Regions from separate parts of the Drosophila melanogaster genome. Here region 2 is linked to region 1. The links are chromatin contacts, called in public Hi-C maps. All regions are on one chromosome and are shown on one strand. The core of a region is the stretch at or near the end of the contact, and the rest is flanking DNA. Distances in the headings are between cores, read along the strand shown.

Evidence for each region. Hi-C and Micro-C count contacts between places; a contact is called where the count stands out from the background.
Region 2: a contact with region 1 is called in a Hi-C map of the Kc167 cell line, with 2.9 times the contacts expected there.

The regions. Positions count from the first base shown.
Region 1 is chr3L:21,950,712-21,956,715 of dm6, forward strand. CG7458 reads left to right here and starts at 4,399. Exons shown (of 6, transcript NM_141117.2): 1 at 4,399-4,838; 2 at 4,902-5,148; 3 at 5,669-5,772; 4 at 5,836-6,004. The coding sequence starts at 4,591. lncRNA:CR45803 (long non-coding RNA:CR45803) reads right to left here and starts at 837. Exons shown (of 1, transcript NR_133300.1): 1 at 1-837. It also overlaps the pseudogene CR7448.
Region 2 is chr3L:22,211,157-22,216,825 of dm6, forward strand. All of the region lies in intron 3 of olf413 (olf413,), which reads left to right. Among named protein-coding and RNA genes, the nearest start is that of lncRNA:CR45035, 12 kb to the right of the region's middle.

The DNA.
Region 1 (6,004 bases), core at 3,149-5,648:
GCCGATCTAATTTATATTACCACAGTTTAACATTTTCTGCTTTGACCAGTGGAAGCTGTCAATGGTGGGAACCGTCAACAACATTGGACAGTTTGTGGGTTATCTAGCCAATCCGTGAGAATAAAGCATTTTAAGTTTCCGTCAGATCTTTCCTGTTCTGCTTCATGTGGTTCACGCACACCCTGATCGCCCTCGGTCTGAGCCTGCATTCTGCCCAGTTGAGTGGGAGCAAGTTCGAAAACTTTAGCGTGACTGGTCTTATGCAGCTGCCTGGTATCCTGATGGCCACCACACTCATGAACTGGATAGGACGGCGACGGTCGCTCAGCTCCTGTCAGTTCACTTGTGCAGTCCTCCTCCTTGCAGTGGCTGCCACGGATGAAGGTAAGCATGGGACCTAATTCGTGGTTAACTGAGACTAAAATGTTGTTTGCTGGATTAGTGTACCCTGTGACCTCTTCAATCCTATACTTCCTTGCTTTATGATCCTGTACTTCTTCACCTCCGAGATCTTTCCCACCAACTGCAGGAACAGCATGCTCTCCTCCTGCTCAAGTATGGGTCGCTTTGGCTCCATGCTGTCCCCCCAGACCACTCTACTAGTAATTAAACCTTAGCTTAAAAGTTAATAGCCGACAAGTTACAATGGATTCCCCGTACAGATCCCCTACTACAAATTTGCGCCTCACCTACTATTCGCCCTATTCGGCTTCACCTGCTCGGGATTGGTTTTGTTCTTCCCGGAGACAACCAACAAGGTGCTGCCCACCACGCTGGCTGAATCTTGCCCCCTGGACAAGAGTATACCAAGAATAAAAGTGTTAAAAAGTTCTAACTAATACACACTATCGCGTCGCCCACTTTGGATTTTGTAGTTTTTCTCGGCTAAAATACTTGCAATACTTGGTTTGGGCAAACAAAATTCATGTTTTTGGAACCAAAAATATGTTCAGGCTAATAAGTTATTCGACAGTGGCGAAGATTACGTTAAAACAAAAACAATCAAATAAAAGATTCATCTTTTATGTGACATGCATAATGGTGTGCAGGACCGAAAGCTGCACATTTAAAACTGTAAATTTTGTATGGAAGCAATAGAACAAAGCTAAATGCCTTTTAAGTGCATGGGAATACATGAAAATACAATGTAAAAATGAGTTACGGCAGAGACCACAGAAGTAAAACAACGCAGCGCAAAAATGAAATGGTTTAATTGGATGTAATGAATGTAAGTTGGTTACTAGGTCTCTCAGCAAAAACCTTGATTTTGATTATAAAATAAAGCAAGCGGAATAGAATAACGTAGTAGATTTACACCTAGATTTCATATAGTAAATAAAGACAATTCACTTGTAACCCTGAACAAGAATTAAGTTAGTTTTAATCCGAAATTCAAATACGTTGCAGTAATTAAACATTTGCAAAAACCTATGAATACCGAAGAACACTTTATTTTAAATTTGTTTGCCAGCTGTTCCTATGTCAGATTTCCAACATGGTCGTACAATTGCCAAGAAATTAAAATGAAAATCTTAATAAAGAGAAATTATATTGATTTAAAACATTTTAATTTATTTTCACTACACTCTACAAAATAAACACTTTTTTAATAGGAAAATATGCGGGAATATATTAAAAGATAGAATGAAATACTTGCTACTAATAAATTAATTTATGGGGGGTAAACATACTTTTCTCTAATATCAAGGCTTCACAAACACAAAAATTCACATCTAGCTGTCTTTAAGATCGAGCGAGCTCATTTGCTATGCTCTTTGACTTCTTTATATATTCCTATTCAGGTCTTTTTTTCACCCATCTCATTACATTTTTTTTATAAAAGTTAAAAGTTTCTAAAGTTACTTTTCAATTTTAATATTGTATAAAATTTCATAGTCGTCTTCCTCTTCACAATCAGCAGAGTCTGAAGAATCGTTATCAGGTTCAAATTCGCAACCTAAAATTTGAATGACTTCTGGGGGAAGAGGTAGTCGCTTATGTTTACGAACGCGCCCTCCTTAAATAAATTAATTATTTTATTCCTCGATTCTGCTGCCTCTTCTCCAAAATAGCCGACTGAAAGAACTGTTTGCTCCAAGATATCTTTGAAGTGAACCAATATTTTGTGGACTGTCGTTGTCATGGGAAGCCATGGATATTTGTCCAGTTGTATGACAAAGTTGCTCATATTTTCCAAGGTTTATAGGTAATTGACTTGACGGACACATTAATATTGTCCTCATATTTAAAATGAGCTGGATGTCAACGCCTGTTATTTCGGAAAATGCCTTATAGTTATTAAATGCACGACGCGCCGTATTGCCAACATTAGAACTACCGAATCCGCCTTGTTTTGGTTGATCAACCTTAAGCGATAGTTTTTCCCAAAACATTCGCTGGATGAATTTTTTTTCGCTTTAACACCATATTTTTATCAATGTCATCGACGATTCTCCACTTTTTATTACAGTTTTGTACCCCATATTTAGTACAAACTCCAAAAAGCCAACTCAAAGCCTTCATGGCCAACAGATGGCGCCACCGGTTACAATCGATTTACGTTCTACTAGAATGAGTCAACTTGTTCTAATTAATATTTTTACATATATCAAACACATTTGTATACATATTAATCGATGATGGTTGGTTATCTAAATTTGTTATTGTAACGGGGCTTACGGTGAAAGGGCTTTACAAAATCAACAATTGCTCAGTTTGGGTATTTATCTAATTCCGTTTGGAATCGGGGCTTATCAGATGGATGACCAGTCTTTCCGCGAGATATTTACGATTTATGGCTGCCAGAGGGGTTGTGTCGTACATCTATCAAGCAATTACAACGCGCCAATAATTCACGAGCTACCACTTACTGTGGCTTCGTCGAAACTTATCATTGATTTATCAATCTGGTCGACAATCGGCGGATCGAACGAATAGACTGTCATTCGGGCTCTGGTATTGGGCATAAAGTTTCTGCCCCTCCACTTAATCACCACACGAGCGGGTGTGTCAAGTGTAAGGTGAATTCAACCAGACACCCAAAGTCAATGACATGGAGCAAATGGCGTAAGATAACGTGCAAGGTCGGCCAACTTGTTGACCCAGTGGAGCGAACAGCTGTTGGCTACAACCCACCACCCAGAACCAGACACCATGTCTCGTCGTCTGAGAGATAAGCTATAGCTGCGTACCATTTATATCTATTGATATCTGCATTCAGAACTTAAAGTGTTTGGATTGTGTTAATTCTCGGCTTTTGGAACCACAACGGTTCTCAATATCTTCTTGTAATGTCAGAGGCGAGTTGGCATTCCGCAAAGTAGTGATTTGCGTCCTAAACTATACACCCTGCGAACCGGGTACCCCTTTGAAAACGTAGGCCAACATAGCCTTTATCGCAAACTCGCTGTGTAGATTCGAAGCGTCTGGGAAAACACAAAACTTGTTGGACCTCTGTAGCGAGGTGACTATAAATGAAAATAAGTCCCAGCTAACAGCTCTACCATAATGAGAGTGCAAAGGTTCCAAAACCGAGCGTTGCGCCTGGTATGCGAGAAATGAGGACATCGCTAACGACCTCAGCATCCCCACAGTTAGGGAGCAAATCAATCGAAATTCCGAAATTCAAGTCGCTACAACGATTGGTTTCAGGGCCACACCAAACACGCGAGTGCTTCACCAGTAGCCTAAACATTCATCTAATCTAAATTATTAATCAAAATTTTAATTTTATCATTCTGTTATTTTCGTAGCTACTATAAGTTTCTTTGTTTTAAAACCATTCAATTAGTTGCATAATATAAAATAAAACAAGAGAGAATGCTATAGCGAGTTCCCCGACTATCAGATACCCGTTACTCAGCTAGACTGAATACGAACGCGAAATTTAATCATTTTTCTGGGACATCGATAGATATTGGGGAATAAACTGAGAATAAATTTAAAAAAATTTTTCAAAGTGTGGGCGTTGCAGTCTTGTGCGGTTTATGGGCGTTAGAGTGGGAGTGGCAACATGGGCTCACAAGTCTAGATCGACTCGGCTATTGATCCTGATCAAGCTTCCTTCTGCCTGTTACATACTATTCAATGAATCTAGTATACCCTTTTAATCTAGGAGTAACGGGTAAAAATATATTATCTTAACGCTTCCTTCTACCTGTTACATACTTTTCAACGAGTCTAGTATACCCTTTCAGTCTACGAGTAACGGGTATAAAAAGTCGAAGCTCTTCCATTTCTTTCGCATATATGTAGTTTCGGATTGGGGCCTGATAAGACCCCGATAAGAGGGCAGTATGGAGAAGAGCGAACGGATTAAAAATAGAACGCGAGAGCGCGCCGCAATCGGAAGAGAATCAAAGACTAGAATCAAAACACAGCACTGTTGATGTGGTTAAATCATTCGTTGAGTGGCACTGCTCCCAGCGAGACGCTCCAGAGCGTCTATAAATACGCCACAGAGCTAACGAGGCGGAAAGATCGCGCGCCGCGAGTTATAAAACAGCGATTAGAAGGAGAAGTGCGTCCACCACGTGGCTGGAGGTCAATTGATTGTACGGATATACATACATACATTTTATCACACACATTATGACCAGCCAGAAGGAGGGAAATGGATACAGGCGGAGCGATTCCAAGACTACTGGACATGCGGACGCGGAGGCGGCGACGCAGACGGCTGGTGGGGATGAGGACAACTCTCTGGATGCGATTCTAGTCCGAATCGGGCAGTTCGGGCGCTATCAGATCATCAACTATGTGCTGCTATGCGTTCCCATGCTCTTCAACGCCTTCTTCTCCATCTCCTATGTTTTCACGGCGAGCACCGTTGTGCACAGGTAGGCAAAAAGTTCATCAAACAAAATGGCTGGTCAAGATCTCAGACTTCCCATTGGTCCCAGGTGCACTGTTCCGCAGTGCGATAGTCCCAGCAGCGTCTATGAGGAGGACTGGCTGGGCTTCACCATCCCCAAGAAGAACTCCGCCTGGGATGACTGTCATCGATACGCCGCCAACATATCAGACGCTATCTCGGGATACACCGATCCATCTGGACAATACTGCCTCAAAGAGTACTTCACTATTACGTCGGAGACCTGTGGACGCGACTTCAAGTTCAGGGACGAGGAAAAGACCATATCAACGGAGGTGGGTAGACAAAGATAAGGGCGTAGGTGAGTTGATAGACTCTATTGATGGAAGTTCCGTGGGAAATTTTTAATTCGATAGCAAGTTGGAGTGAGTTATCTTCAGGAGGATGTTATTAAAGCAGTGTCAATCATTAAAACGATTATTGCCAATAACTTGCTAGGTAAAAAACTCGATCGTGTACATTGCAGGTACACATGTTAAAATTTTCATTAACTATATTACTTTATACCCAATAAAACACGTATTATAAATGTACGTGATAGCATTTGCGGTTTAAGAACTAAAAGTATTAAAAATGCATCGATTCAAATATTTGTAATGATTTGTTTCAAGTATCACTTTTCTTATATTTAATTCAAATATTATGTACACAACTAATCGCGTATCCTGGCTGGTCCGTATTTGATATAAATACATATATATTTTTTGCTTTTACATGAATTTAATATATAGAATCAATCAAATGTGGAAATCTTTTAACTAGTAAAGTAACAATATTAACATATCATCTCCTAAGTTTGGAATATACTGTGAGGACGAGTGGAAGCTTTCCATGGTGGGCACTATAAACAATGTGGGCCAATTCGTGGGCATACCCCTAGGAGGATACTTTGCGGATCGGTAAGTCCCTGTCCCTGTTTGGTAAGAGTATTAGCAGTCTAACAGCATCTTCATCTACCCCAGATACGGACGACGTACCATGCTAGCTGTAGCCGGATCCGTGAGTGCTCTAATGGGCGTGATCCGTTCGCTGTCGAGCAACTACTCCATGTTCCTGGTGTTCGAGTTCCTGGACATGGCCGTGGGTAGCACCCTCTTCCCCACCGCCTTTCTGTTGGCAATCGAGCTGGTT
Region 2 (5,669 bases), core at 2,730-5,229, 260 kb after region 1:
TTAAAATCTTTATTGGCCGACCATCGCCCTGCCAATAAAACCCTCAATTTGACGACGTACCCAGAATTGTCATCAAGTAGCCTCTATCCAACCTCCGCTACCAAATGGACTGCTCCTCCTTTTGGAGGCATTATATGTGCATATCAGCTCTTCAAAGCTTTTGTTGTGATTTATGCATAATAATTGAGTAATTACAATTTTTAATTTCCCATTGACTTTCATGTTGCATTATTATTATTATTGTTATTATTATTTGCTTAGGCCAGCAAACAAGCAACCGCGAGCGAGAACAAAAAGAAACTCATTTAAAATGCTAATTTTCTAAACTGGGCAAATTATAATTCAACAGAGACCGAAAGCAACATTCCGCGCCGAAAGTGACAATTAACACTAATTGTCATTATAATAATTTCATATTGTTTTTTGCTCTTAGTTGTTGTTGTTGTTACCACTAGTGCTGCCGTTAATGTTGTTTTTGTTCTGGTAATTGTTTAAGCTTGCCACGGCATTTTGCTGTCCCGACAATTTAAAATGCAAAAACCGGAGTGGAGAAAAAAGTCGTGGGACGTAAACTTTGCCGTGTGAAGTTCAGCCGAGTTCGAAGCCGGGTAAAAATATTGTTTTTAATATAATTTATGTGACCGGTGCAGAGCCCAAGTCAAAGTAGTTCTGTAATGGAATTATGCCCCTCTTCTGCACTCTCTGCCCGCCATCGAATCCGCACATGGCGCTACAATTTTTGCTATGTGTTTATTATTTTAACACGAAACTTGCAGTCGAGCTGAGGGGTGGCGACTGCTGAGAGCTTTCCCCACTTGTAAACAGTAATTTTTGCCCATTAATGGCGGGTCCTTGCATACTCACGTGCATATATGCTGTACATATTGTTGTTTCTTCGCAATAAGGACATAGGAACGAGCAGCAGGAAAAACAAAAAGGCAACAATTCAAGTCGACAGTAATTTTCAACACTTACCAGCGGGCTAAGGACCCAGGGTGCCCTGGGTGACCTGGGTGCCAAGAGCCCCCGAGCCCCAGATTCGCAGAACCCCAGGAGTTCGGGGTTCAGAACCCCAATGGCCATTGCAATTTTACATCAAAGCAGCGAATTCTTCGAAACGAATCCAACCTCAGTGGGGGAAATCCTGTGACGAAAGAGCACAAGAAAGTGGGCCCCAATGGAAAGCCGGCGATTCCGCTGAGAAAGCGTTTTGGGGAACAGACATTCGCAGACATTTCCCTTCCTGACGCTGACTTCTGTGCAAAATCGTGACATAAACACGACCTCCCAGCCCCAACATTCAAACGGTCCACATATGTGAGCAGTTTGTCACGGCATAAGCTAGCGCTTGAGGGCTTCAACTTGGGGGCTCCAAGTAGTGCAGCAGCTATGGATTCGCGTCACAGCAGAACGCAAAAACCAAAACCAAAGCACTGACTTTTATAATGAATTATTAGTGGAGTGGTCTGGGTGTTGGGGTTGGTTTGAATGTGTGGTGTTTGCGGGTCTTGCGGTTTCAGCGTGGCACTTACAAATTTAATATGGCTGCAACAGAAATAACCGCTCGGCGTGCAAGAACCCCAAACAGAACCACCCAAAAAGTATGCAACGAAATTTAAATTGATTTAATTTTTCAGGTTTTTTGTTAGCTCGGCCGGCCAGCCAACTGGAAATCCTTTGGCACTTTGTTAGTGCCAAAGTCACAAGAGCATAACCGAACATTTTAGCCTTTACCTCCCAAAAAAAAAAATGGCAACTAAAAGCCAAGTTAAGTGCTTAAGGTGGTCAGCAGGTCCATTTCTGCGCGCAAAAAAGGCCATTAATGCAGCGGCAAAGTTCAAGTGGTCGCCGAAAAATGATGAAATAAACCTGTGGCCAAAACGCTGAGGTAAATTAAAAAAAAAAAACCAAATGCCCAATGTGAATTGGACTAGATTTGTTCATTTGTGATTCCCGCTCATTACGCCTCGCAATTTTTTAGGGATTTTTTGAGAACCGTTTTATGTTGATTGCTTTGAAGCGCACAATGGTGGCGAAAAAAAAAGCGGCAAGCTGTGCCACTCTCAGCCCCTGCAACTCAAAACTCCTTCTACACTGAAAGCCTCTTTTGCAACACAAACACTCTCATCTAAGCCAGACCACTTTACACTGGCCGCGCAGCCAAACAAAAATTGCGCATAATTCCGGCTCGATGAAAGTTTCGAGTTCTGAGCTGGGCTCCGCTACTCCACCACTCCTCCACTTCGGCGGAGTTCTGCCCACGGAGTTCTAAACGTTGCCCAGCCCGGACGAAGGGTCTGAAACCCCGTCCTCGTATATTTGTCAAGCAAATGGAATAACCGTTGCAATTGCTACAACGTCAAAGCCAAACAAAAATGTTATTTGCCGCTTTGCCCAAAAATCAAGTACACAACCAGTTCGCAGTCCAAAAACACAGAGGGCTGCCAGCGGGCTGGGGGCTGCGATTGGAGGGAGTGAAATGTGGATTTTGATGTTGCCTGGTACCCGAAAGTGGTCTAGGCGGAGCAGGAGGTCGGTTGGTCCTGGAGTGCGGCGCTCGCCTAGTCGCTTTATTAAAGTTAAAGCCCAGCATTGTCCCTTTTTACACATGAGTTTGCGAGTTGACGAGCTTCGAATGAGCGAGCAAATCAACCAACGAATGCACATTCGGACGAGGAAGTGCCAAGAAGTGAGGGAACATATAAACTGTAAAGAGATTCTCGTATGCCCAGATTTCCAGCTGCACCCATCGCAGAAAACAATCCAAACGTGTCAGGGTAATCCCTGGTCAATCAGCCTTGGTTATTCGGAATGAATAAATCGAATGGGTATTGTTAATGATAAATCTGAATAGCTCTGTTGTTGAAAAAAACTAAACCATTAAACTAATCATTTGCGAAGAAGACTTTCAAAGATTGCCTATAAAGTATGCGCACCGCTTGTTTTCTGTCAAGCTAGTGTCCGCACGAGAGATTAGCTTCTAATAAAACTTATACTAATACAAATTGTATAAAATTCCTAACAAATCCCAAATCCGCTGTACTCCATCTATAGTAAGGGTACATTTCCAAAGGGTTCACGTTCCGACCCAGGCCCGAATTTCTCCCTTTTTTCGGACTGTGATTTCCACGAATCGCGCTCTGAAGTGGGTGCGGTGGTAGATTGGGTTTTTGCGTTCGGGTGATGGAGGCGGACGGTCTCCATTTTGATGGTGTTGTGGCACTAGAAGTGCATGTGAAACGTGCACACCAAAAACCCGAAAGCAAGCAGCGGGCAAACCCAACACAACGCAATGGGAAACGTTTGTTTTAATGCCCCAAAGCGACAAATATTGAAAGAGAGAGCGCAGAGAAGTCGAAGTATGGGTGCTGGGACTGCAATACTAAACTCCAGTAGGCGATTTAACAGCCAAAGTAATGCAATGACAAACAAAACAGTCGGCACGGCAAGGTTTTCCAGTTTTTCCATTTTCCAGAGGCTTAAGTGCAGAAGCTCGACCAGGGATCGCACGTTTTTGCCCATTTTGCCGTCCGAGTTTTGGCAAACGTTTTTCGAGGTGAGCGACGGCAGGGGCAGGGCCATAAATAACGAGCCCAGTTGAGTTGCTTTTCAGCGCAGCTGGCTATGGCCCGGACTGGAGAGGAGATGTCCTGTCAAATGCAACAGGGCCGGTACAAAAACAAAAACGGACCAAGCCAGGACGTTGCAAAAAACGCGAAAATCTCCGCATCCTTAGAGGTAAAGTAATTAAAGTGGCAAACGCTGACGGCCAGAGGGCGCCACCTAAATATCCGTCATATATAAAAAGCAAGGATATACACGTGCAAACGTACATGTATGGAAACCGCATGCGAGCCGCTTCCATGCTCCTCATCTGTTGAGCTGCGCAAAACCAATTTGTTTATAAAAATATTAGACCACATATGGTGATGGTCGGTGGTGTGTGGGGGGGGAGGTTTTGCAACACCAACATGTTGGTGGCTCTGTTCTGGATGCCATAAAGTATGCAATAGTTGCCTGACCTGTGTAGTTATTTTATTATATTATTTATGGTCAAATGGCGAAGTAAACTTGCATTTTTTCGCCCCGCTTTTTCCGCTTTTCATTCGGTAAACTCTCTAAACAAACTCGGTTAGTAAATTCATTTTAAGCCAAGGGGGACTGGCCATTCGCCCAGCGGAGTGAGTTTTTCCGCTCATACTCCGATGTAAGCCAAATACCGCGCTAGTGACCAAAGCAACCGCAAAGTCCGAGCAACTAAGACACATCCACACATGGACACATGGACGGGCGAAGAACACAGATACAGAAACACTGACACACACAAAGTAACCGCAAAAAAGTGGTCAGTTGGCCAAAAACTAAACGAAATGTAATAAAGCAACGGATATGCCCGTTTGGCTTGAACCCCACTTCATCACCACCTCATACCACCTCTGCTTACCATTTTATCGGAAAAGAGGTTCCAGGGATATGTTAAAAGCATGTGCAGCAGCAGCAGCAAGCACAATAAATGAATATGAATTAGGCAACAGGGAAGGCAAAAGAGTGCAGGAAAAATCGAAAAGAAACCCAATACAGATGTGCCAGTAATATGAATCGACTAGGTTGAATAGCTCTGCAAACAACCTGGATATGGGTGCAAGAGTTGGAAGGTCTTTATTGAACATTTTTGTCTCGACTTAAATTTAATTAATTGAATTACTCCGGTTAGCAAATCGAGTAATGACTAACGAGCGATTCCCTTTGCAATTGATTTAAAGAAGATTAGATTGATGCCTCGAATGGTAAATGATTGAAATATTATTAATAAAATACGATGACTCAAGCGCTTAGGTTGACTCAAACGTTATAAATTGCCATTTTCATTGCTTGTAGTTTATTTGTTTGACCAACTTATTCGTAATTTAGATTTAGTACAGAAATCACTCCTTTTTACGGCTATTTAGGCCTGCTTTCTGCCAACCATTTCTCGCCTTAATTTGAGCTATAACTTAAACTCTATTTGCTTGGCCAGGCACTTTCCTTTTGACCCATTTGAAGATGCCATATTGTTTACACTTTTGTCTTAATCTCCTTATGGGTGGCAATTTTAGTTTCATTTGCCAAATCGCATACATACTTATGTCTGTGTCCAAACGTATTTGGTGCAATAATTTACGCTGCATTCCTCTCGTGCATTCCGAACTCAAATACTACCGCTTTTGTTCACTCAGAAACATTAATTTTCCTTGCAGCTTAAACAACATTTTCATTTACACAAACAAGTGAATACGTGAATGGGTGGGTGAGTCGAGTGAGTAAGTGGAAGAGTGAATGAGCCGAGACAACACCTGCGGGCTCTCTGGGGAGAAACCATATTAGATTTGTTAATTTAAATGCAATTGCCAAAAGCAGTTGCACCTTGAGCCAAATGGCCTTTGCCTTCCTACCATAAATAAATCAAATTAATGTCAATTGCACTGAAAACAACAACAACAACCAGACTCAGCACAATTGTGTCGAGACATTCTGGCCAGATGAAGCTCAAACGACTCAATATAATAAAACAAAAATCATTAAGCCACTTTGCGGGATGGAGAGAGTGTCGAAAACCGATTACAGGCCTGAGACTATCTGAAATATTTGGGCTGCTTTGTCCATTGACTATTCCAGCTGGGCTGTCAGGA